2 separate regions of the Gossypium hirsutum genome follow, and region 1 is linked to region 2. The links are chromatin contacts, called in public Hi-C maps. All regions are on one chromosome and are shown on one strand. The core of a region is the stretch at or near the end of the contact, and the rest is flanking DNA. Distances in the headings are between cores, read along the strand shown.

The links. A called contact is a pair of places that touch in the nucleus more often than the background predicts.
Region 1: a Hi-C map of leaf shows a contact between it and region 2, with 4 times the contacts expected there. The contact joins the promoter of LOC107938165 here to the promoter of LOC107938163 in region 2. A contact is called at or near these places in 16 of 34 Hi-C or Micro-C datasets (anther, callus, fibers and 4 more).

The regions. Positions count from the first base shown.
Region 1 is chrA08:101,963,927-101,968,004 of Gossypium_hirsutum_v2.1, forward strand. It overlaps LOC107938165 (cytochrome c oxidase assembly protein COX11, mitochondrial), which reads left to right and starts at 2,389. Exons shown (of 6, transcript XR_005899676.1): 1 at 2,389-2,537; 2 at 2,821-2,939; 3 at 3,310-3,362.
Region 2 is chrA08:101,788,821-101,792,933 of Gossypium_hirsutum_v2.1, forward strand. It overlaps LOC107938163 (protein TSS), which reads right to left and starts at 1,908. Exons shown (of 27, transcript XM_041074598.1): 1 at 1,671-1,908; 2 at 1,299-1,442; 3 at 1,128-1,189; 4 at 457-549. The coding sequence starts at 1,359.

The DNA of each region.
Region 1 (4,078 bases), core at 1,139-3,638, 180 kb after region 2:
ACGTTAAGATCAAAATCAATTCTAGAATGCTGGCTTATTGGAATTACAACTTGAATAGGATCTAGTTTAGCTATCTCTGCGAACAACTCAACCGAGCTGGGATTATCCATATCAGGGGGCAATAAATTGCCATCATTGTCGCTAGATCATCATCATCTTTGAGCTCCATTTCTGAGAACTTGAACGGATCTGTTGAAACTGGAAATTTGTAAAACAGTCTCAACATTTGCTTCCCGCAATAAGTTGCTATCTTTATACTGATTTTTTGTTTTAATCCGCCACCGAAACACGTTTGTTGAATCTTATTCCTATTTTTTTTCAACTTTGAAATACACAGCCTTTTTTAGTTGTATTTATCATTTCTCCATCAAAATGAACATAAACAAACAAAATCTGGGAACGCATCTTAAAAAAAATTTGTTTCCTTCTCAACAAAGAAAAACTGATATTTTTAATCTCGATTTTCAACTAAAAAAGTAAACAAAAACTCAAATGGAAGACAAAACACCTATATATATATATGATAAATTTGGTGCCAGCCATCTGATTCCCCAAATTAAGAAAACTAATTTTTTTAATACTTGGTGCTGGCTATTAGTGTTCCAAAATTAAAAAAAAATTTAATCTAATAAAATTGGTACCGGCCATCGGTGTCCCAAAACCCCAAAAGAATTTTTTTGGACCTGAAAAAGGTGGTGCCGACCATCAGTATCCCAAAGTAAAAAGAAAAAAGTGCCTTGGAACCCAAAAAATGTACTTGGTGTCGGCCATCTACTGACCAACAATTTTTTTAAATTAACTATGGTGCCAACCATTAGTGCCCCAAAGTAAAAAAAAAATTGCCTTAGGACCCGAAAAATATAAAAAATTTATTTTTTAAAAAAAATGACTTTGGTGCTAGCCATTACATGGCTAGTACCCAATTTTTTTTCAGATACTGGTATTTTTGTATACTAGTATGATACGATTTAAAAAAAAATACCCTGGTACCGGCCATTCATGTCCCAAGCTCAGAAAAATTATTTTTTTAAAGCCTGACACAATCATCAGGTAATGACGGACAAAAACATAAGGTGGTGCCGACCATTGGATTCTCAAAACCCAAACTTACTGTTTATTTAATGTAATTTTAGCGAATACTTTTGAACCAGAGTTATTTTTGTAAATATTAATTTTTTTGAATTAAATGGATAAAATAGCCTAGAATTGAAGTATAAAGCCGCCGAATAAGGAAAATATTAAATTTAAGGCTTTTAAGCCTTTAGTTAAATAAAAAAAACTTTAAATTTTGATAAACTCTAAAAAATAAAGCATTTAATTTAAATATTTTTAACTTTCAACTTTAAATTTTATAATTTTATTTAGCCCCTAAAAAAATTTATTGGTTGGCCTCTGTAAACAACCTAATGCTATTGCCTTCTTCCCCATCAAAAATTGCCTTCAAAAACTCCAAATAAATATCCATTAACCCGCTCAGAGATTCTTTGTTCCACCATGTGAACACATTCTTCTCTTTTTAAGCTACGTCAACAAAACTTTTAGACCGGCTTTAGATGACCAGTTGGCTCCAATGCGATGTGGTTAGCACCTTAAACTGGATTGAAGAGTTGTTTTGAAACAAACTCCAGAGTCTCTCAATCTTTCTCATTGACCTTTACCCCTCCATTGTGATTTTCCATTTCCATCTCAACCTTCTATTTCCCCCTACGCTTTTTACATTTTGGTTATTCCTTCCTCCTTCGAAAGCTAATGGCATTCACTTGTTCCTTTAAATCACCTTTTTCATTATTTCATTTTGTTATTTATTTTGCAGATTACCAAATAAATGATTGCATAAATTTGTTTTCATATGATAAAGTAATAGAAAAATATTTATTTATATAATTAGTACAAGTGAACTAGAAAAATAAAGAAAAAAATTGTTCCAAAAAATACTATCATTGTTGATAATTTTTATTTATTAAAAATAATATTTACCATTATAGTAACTAATTTACTGTTACTACTAGTTTTTAACCACATAAAAATTAATTTTACAATCCTTTGTAATAGAGGACAAAAAAAAACAAAGATTAAACTATTAAAACTTGAAAAATGGTCGTGAAAAGTGAAATTATTGAAAATGGAAAATTTAAGGTATACTTATTTATGGTTCAGGTTGAAGATCAGTTTAAAAAGCGAAAGTGTTTAATTAAAAATATAGTTTCGAAAAATGAATTTGAACAAAAAAAATCCGTTTAGAAAATGGGTCGAACCTTAAGTAAGGTTTTCTGTCTAAGCCAAGCCTAATTTTCCAAAAAAAAAAAACCTTACTTTTTTATTGTTGTTTTCCTTTTGTTTTACTTCATTTAACTGTAACAGCATGTTTGGTTGCCTCTAATGCTACACCATTATAGGTGAACTCAGTGGCCCATCCCTATTCCATTGTTTGGTTTGTTGTAATAGGCTATTACAGCCCTATTCTATACAGTCTGATTCAAGGCAAAACTGTCGTTTACCATTCGGCACTCTATCCACGGAACACCCATTCAGCGTGTGTGAGTTTCAACTTTACCCTTCTCCCTCTTTTTCGTTCTCACGTCTGAAGCAACTTCTTTTTTTTCATTCTTCCCATTTCCTTCCAACCTTCTCCTCTTTTTCATTGTCACGTCTGAATCATCTTCTTTTTTTCATTCTTCTTCCCATTTCCTTCCAACCATCTCTCTCTTTTTCATGCTTATATCCTGACCAACCCTTTGACAAACCCTATTGTTTAGTTTTATTTTTCCCTTTGCTCTCGTCTAGCTTCCTGTGAAGGCTAAAACGGTTCCTTTCTTTCAGCTACCCACGTTTTCAAGCTTCCAACTTTCCCAGAAGCCCCAAGGCTGAAACCGAGGAGAAGACGCTACAAATACTAATTTGGGATTCCATCTTCAGTTTTGGCTAATACCCTTTCCAAGGTATAAAGCTCTCTTTATTAATTTCATCATTTTATTTCAAGCTTTATGTCCTTAGTTCTGATATGGGTTACTTTTATTCGACTCGTTCATGCTCAAAATTTGGTCCTTTTTGAGTAAATTAGTCGATGCTTTTGATTAGTTTGATAGTGGGTACCATATCATATGTTTCTTTTATGTGAAACACTGCTTTGCTCCTTTGAATTTGGAACTGGTAGACTGTTGTTTGCCTTTAGTCTGCTATATATATATGCTGTGGAAAAGTTATTGGCATTTGTGCTATTTTTTATCCTATCCTTTTACTATTTTCAGGCTTTTCTTCTTTTCTTTTTTCTATTGGTTTTCAACCAGAACATATACTTGTTTTCTTTAGAGTGTTGAAGAAAAGATTGCTCGGCATGAAAAAGATGGGACAGTAGTAACAAGGTGTGCTTTCTAGGCTTTGGATGTAAAAGCTTATCTTCATCTATATTTTTCATGATTATCATCGTAATGTCCTTTTCTGTTAATTTTATTGTGATTCTATTTCAATGCTTAGTTTTTGTACTGTTTTATGTGTTAAACCTGGTTCTGTGGTTTGCTTCTGCTTGTAACATTCTCAGTTCTACTTTTTGACATTTTCTGCTTAGATATATATATGTTTCTTTGGTTAGTTGTAATCATGATTATTTATTATTATTATTGTTTTTAAAGTGTTTTAGAGCATGAAGTCATTCCCTCAATGAGAAACCGGTTACCATTCTTCTTATTAAAAAAATGATGGGAAAACGTTGAAACTTGTTTGTTGCAAGAAACATTTGAGTATGATGGGGAAATAACTTAAACCAATAATGGTCTTAGTATGTTATTTCTGAAATAAATCAAGAAGGGAATGGGATGTTTTATGAGGTAAAACCATAAAAGGTGTCATAAGACAGATTGCAGGGTATCACTCCCTTCCGATTATACTCTTTATTTATATATAGATGCGACTTTTTTACAAAAGGGTAACAAATAGGAATGAGGTGGTAAATTTTAGTATCATTCATCATTTCACATCAGCCAGTTTGTTCAATTCAATTCATGCATTTCTAAAGATGCTATTATGAAGCTGTTAGACTTGCATCACGATATGATCTTTCTTGTACTTCTATGCCTTTGTT
Region 2 (4,113 bases), core at 658-3,157:
TTTTCGAGTTTATAATAAAAACGATAATAATAAATGGAAAACAGGAATATGAAATTTTTAGTATATTAATTAATTTCATTATTATGAATATTTATGAAAACATTAATTTAAATAAATTTTGTATATAGTGCAAAATGAGATGCACCTTTCTTTTCTTCCTCTTCTAAAGAAGACGTAAACAAAATTACAGTCCATTATTTCGGAGACGGAAAATGATGGCCATGATATTTCCAAGAGCTATTTTATCAACTTGAACATGATCTGTGTGTCGTTTCTGCTGTCATATTCTTTTGAAGCTGACATGATTTTTCTGATATTTGGTCGAAAATTTATTAATTTTTAAATTAAATTATATAAAAGGGCCTAATAATTTTTCTAATTATAAAATAAAAAATTTGTAAATTAGTTTACCAAAAATTATTTGTACTAGAAATGCATGTACCCTCACGACCTTACCTCATGGGATAAGGAAAAGTTTGTGATGTTGCAGGCCTCCGTATTCACCGATAAAAGACGACGTACATCTAGTATCCTGTCTGTCGATATCCCCTGCCCATTTTTATTTGCAAATTATAAAATTTACCCCATTTGTAAAAAGAAAATTAAATAATAATGATAATTCTAAAAAAAATTGTAGCGTATTGTTATATCCTGCACATATTTATATATTCAACATATTAGCAACCAACTCCATTTCAAAGGTCGAAAAGATAAATATTATCTATTCTTGGAATATACTAAGTCGCAATTAAATTTAAAATTAAAACGAATTCTATTTTTTTAAATAGAAGATAAATTCTTCCAAATTCCAAACTTCATTTAAAGAAGCTCAACTCAAAATAAAAAATAAAAATTTAAAGCTTAACTGCTTTCCATTTCCATAATTGGTTGAGATATTTAATTTCTGAGAATTGGGACCCAAAGAATTATTAATAAAATGGTTGCTGACGAAAAGACGATTGTGTAGCGAAATCCAGCTCCAAAAGCATGAAAAACGAAAAGAGGCCTCTTAAAATTTAAAAGAAAACGCGCACACATACACGCACATGGTGCCACGATGATAAACAAAATCGCTAAGGGAGGCTCAAGAACATGAAAATGAAAATATTAAAAACACAGGGACCAACCTTGAGAATAACATGAGTTTCATCGGGGAGGTGTACGGTGATGTCCATCACCACCGGCAGAACTGCAAACAAAATGAAAAAAGGCCCGCGCCGGGCAGGGCGGGGCGGGGCGCCGCGGTTAAATTTGAGTAATTTATCAAATACGATTAAGAAATACTAATAGAGTAATACCCTTCTCTTCCTTCTTCTTATTCTCTCCTTTGGCCTTTCCTCGGCTGTTCCTTGGAGCCATTTTCAACCTTGGGGTAGATGGGGATGGGAACTGGGAATTTCTAACTTTAAGCTCTTTTAGATAAGATATTTATAGCTGCACGCCTGTACCAAGAAAATGAATCCTGTTACGTATCGTCATCTTCATAAACAAAAAATTAATCAAACGATAAAACATATTTGTAAAAAGCAGGTTTTGGAGTATAACCCAATTCTTATTTTAATTCCAATATAACATATAAATGGCAGAAACCAATCGAAACTAGCTTTCTATGCAGAATTTTTTTCCCGACGTATATGAACTTTGGAACTAGTTAAGATTTCAATGGTTACCAAGCAGCAGCAGCAGCAAAAAACAGATGATTTTTCCGAGACTTGAAGGTTGAAGAACAGAGATAGAATAGTTTTTTTTAATAAAAAGCTGGAAAAAAGGAAGGTATTTCAGCTATGGGATAACGAAGAGGGCATAACCGTTGAAGCTCTCATCCGCGGTGGGGGCAATAGAAAGAGATGATATAAGAGAGGGTTTTGAGGTATGATAAGGAAGGAAGGGCGGAGATTTAACAGTCAGATGAGTATATCCCATTTTATGGCAGTTTCTGGGCTTATACACTGATAATCACTTTCTGGGAATTTTTAAAAAAAAATTAATTATTATTAGTAGCAGTATATTTTAAAATAGAATTTTTTAATGAAATAATAAAAAATAATAAAATTAATACTGAAATAGGATAAACACCTTATTAATTATCAAACTAGGCCAAATAAACAGTATATATCATCCCACCAATTGCTCCAGCAACCCTCATCTTCCCTATCATCAATGCTTACAAGGACGAAGTCAAAAAAATTTTTTACGGGATTTGGTAAAATTTTAATTTGTTATAGTTTATATCTTTATAATTTGTAAAGAATTAAATTGAATATTTATAATTTTAGAGGGTCAAAGTGTAATTTTATATTTATTAATTTAAAATTTTTAAAAAAATTTAAGAGTAAAAATTAATTTTACATTTTAGGGTGACGGGGCCCATACCAGCTCCTGGCTTCGCCCCTGATTGCTTGAATCATTAAAATTTTAAATATTTAATTTTTTATACCTAGAAAAATATAATTTAAAACGGTGTATTTTTTTCGCCTGAAATACTGGTGCCGCGAATTGCTCAGGTAGCACTTAAAAAAAGTATATAATCTTTTAAATTTTAATGATTCAAGCAATCATTGACGGTAGGAAAATTGAGTGCCACTAATTGTTTAGGCGACATCGATGATATAATGCTCATTTTGCATAGTCTGGTAAATAATAGGATGTTTATCCTATTTTAATATTTATTTTATTATTTTATATTATTTAAGTGAAAAACCCTTTAAAATATAAAAAAATAAATTTACATGTAGTCATTTACATATTAAGTTATTATATATGATGAGGCTAACTAGTTAAAAATATAATAATTATATTTATTTTTAATAAATTTTAAAATCTATATTGTTCCTTTTGTTGTGATTATGTTAGTGTTTTTATTTCTTTTATATTTTTATAAATTAATAAAAATTTATACATGATGAGATTTGAGCTAAATACATTATTCATATCGTTTTTTTCATTTGTCATTTAAACTAAATCAATTTTTAATTTTTATTTAAAATTTTTATAAGTTATGTCTATGTTTTAAATTTTTATATATTTATACATATGAATAATGTTGTTGGTTAAATTGTTGTCGTAAGCCAACTTGACACTAATGCAAGATTGTTGACAATATCATTATAAATAATTTTAATGCATTTAGTATTTTTAATATGATATATTTACATGTTTAATTTTCATTTTATTCATTTAATATAATTTTTTATTTTAAGATTATATACATTTCATGTGTTATTTTTATTAATCAATCTCAAATAATATATTTCATTATTTATTGTATTTATCTTTAAAAATAAATTTATATTTTAAATCGTTATTTTCATGCACATATACATATGATAAATCTTATAATTATTTATAAATTAATAGGGTTGTATTTCAACACAGTTCATTAATAATATCCATTAAATGCAAACTTTAATTTTTATTTTATTGAAAATGCAAGCCTTAATTTTAGAACTCCTAATGTTTAAATAAAGACAAATTCTCTCAACATTATATTTTTTATATCTAAAATATTTGACTCAAAATTTTATTTATATATTATCATAAGTTTTTTTTTCTTTTGAAGACGCTGGGTTTTTTATTAAACTAGGATAAAAAAATAAAAAAAATTTTAAAATAATATAAATAAAAAATTATGTACTAAAATGGTACATTTTTGTATTAAAATAAAAAAATTTTATTTAAAATGGTACATTTTTTAAAGTAAATATATTTTATAGGTCTATGACAGCACCACTCCAAATGTACCATTTTGATACATAATTTTTCATTTGTATTATTTAAAAAAAAAATTGTCCTAATTTAGTAAAAAAACCTGATAGACGCTACTTGATTCAATAAGTTGTTATAATTGTAATATGTTTTTATTCTTTGGGAAAATAATAAAAACTGAAAAGTACTGTAATATTAGGCCGTACCTGCCCACCTCATTGACAGTTTGCATTGCAGGGCACAGAGAGCAAGAGGATCCGTGCTGCGTTCGGGTCCACAGCCCCCTCTACCAATATATTTACTATGAGTAGAAAGAAAATATTCCACATAAGGAAGAAAACTTTTAAATTTTTGAAAAAAATTATATTTTACAGATTTTTAAAATAAAATGTTTTTAGAGAGAATTTA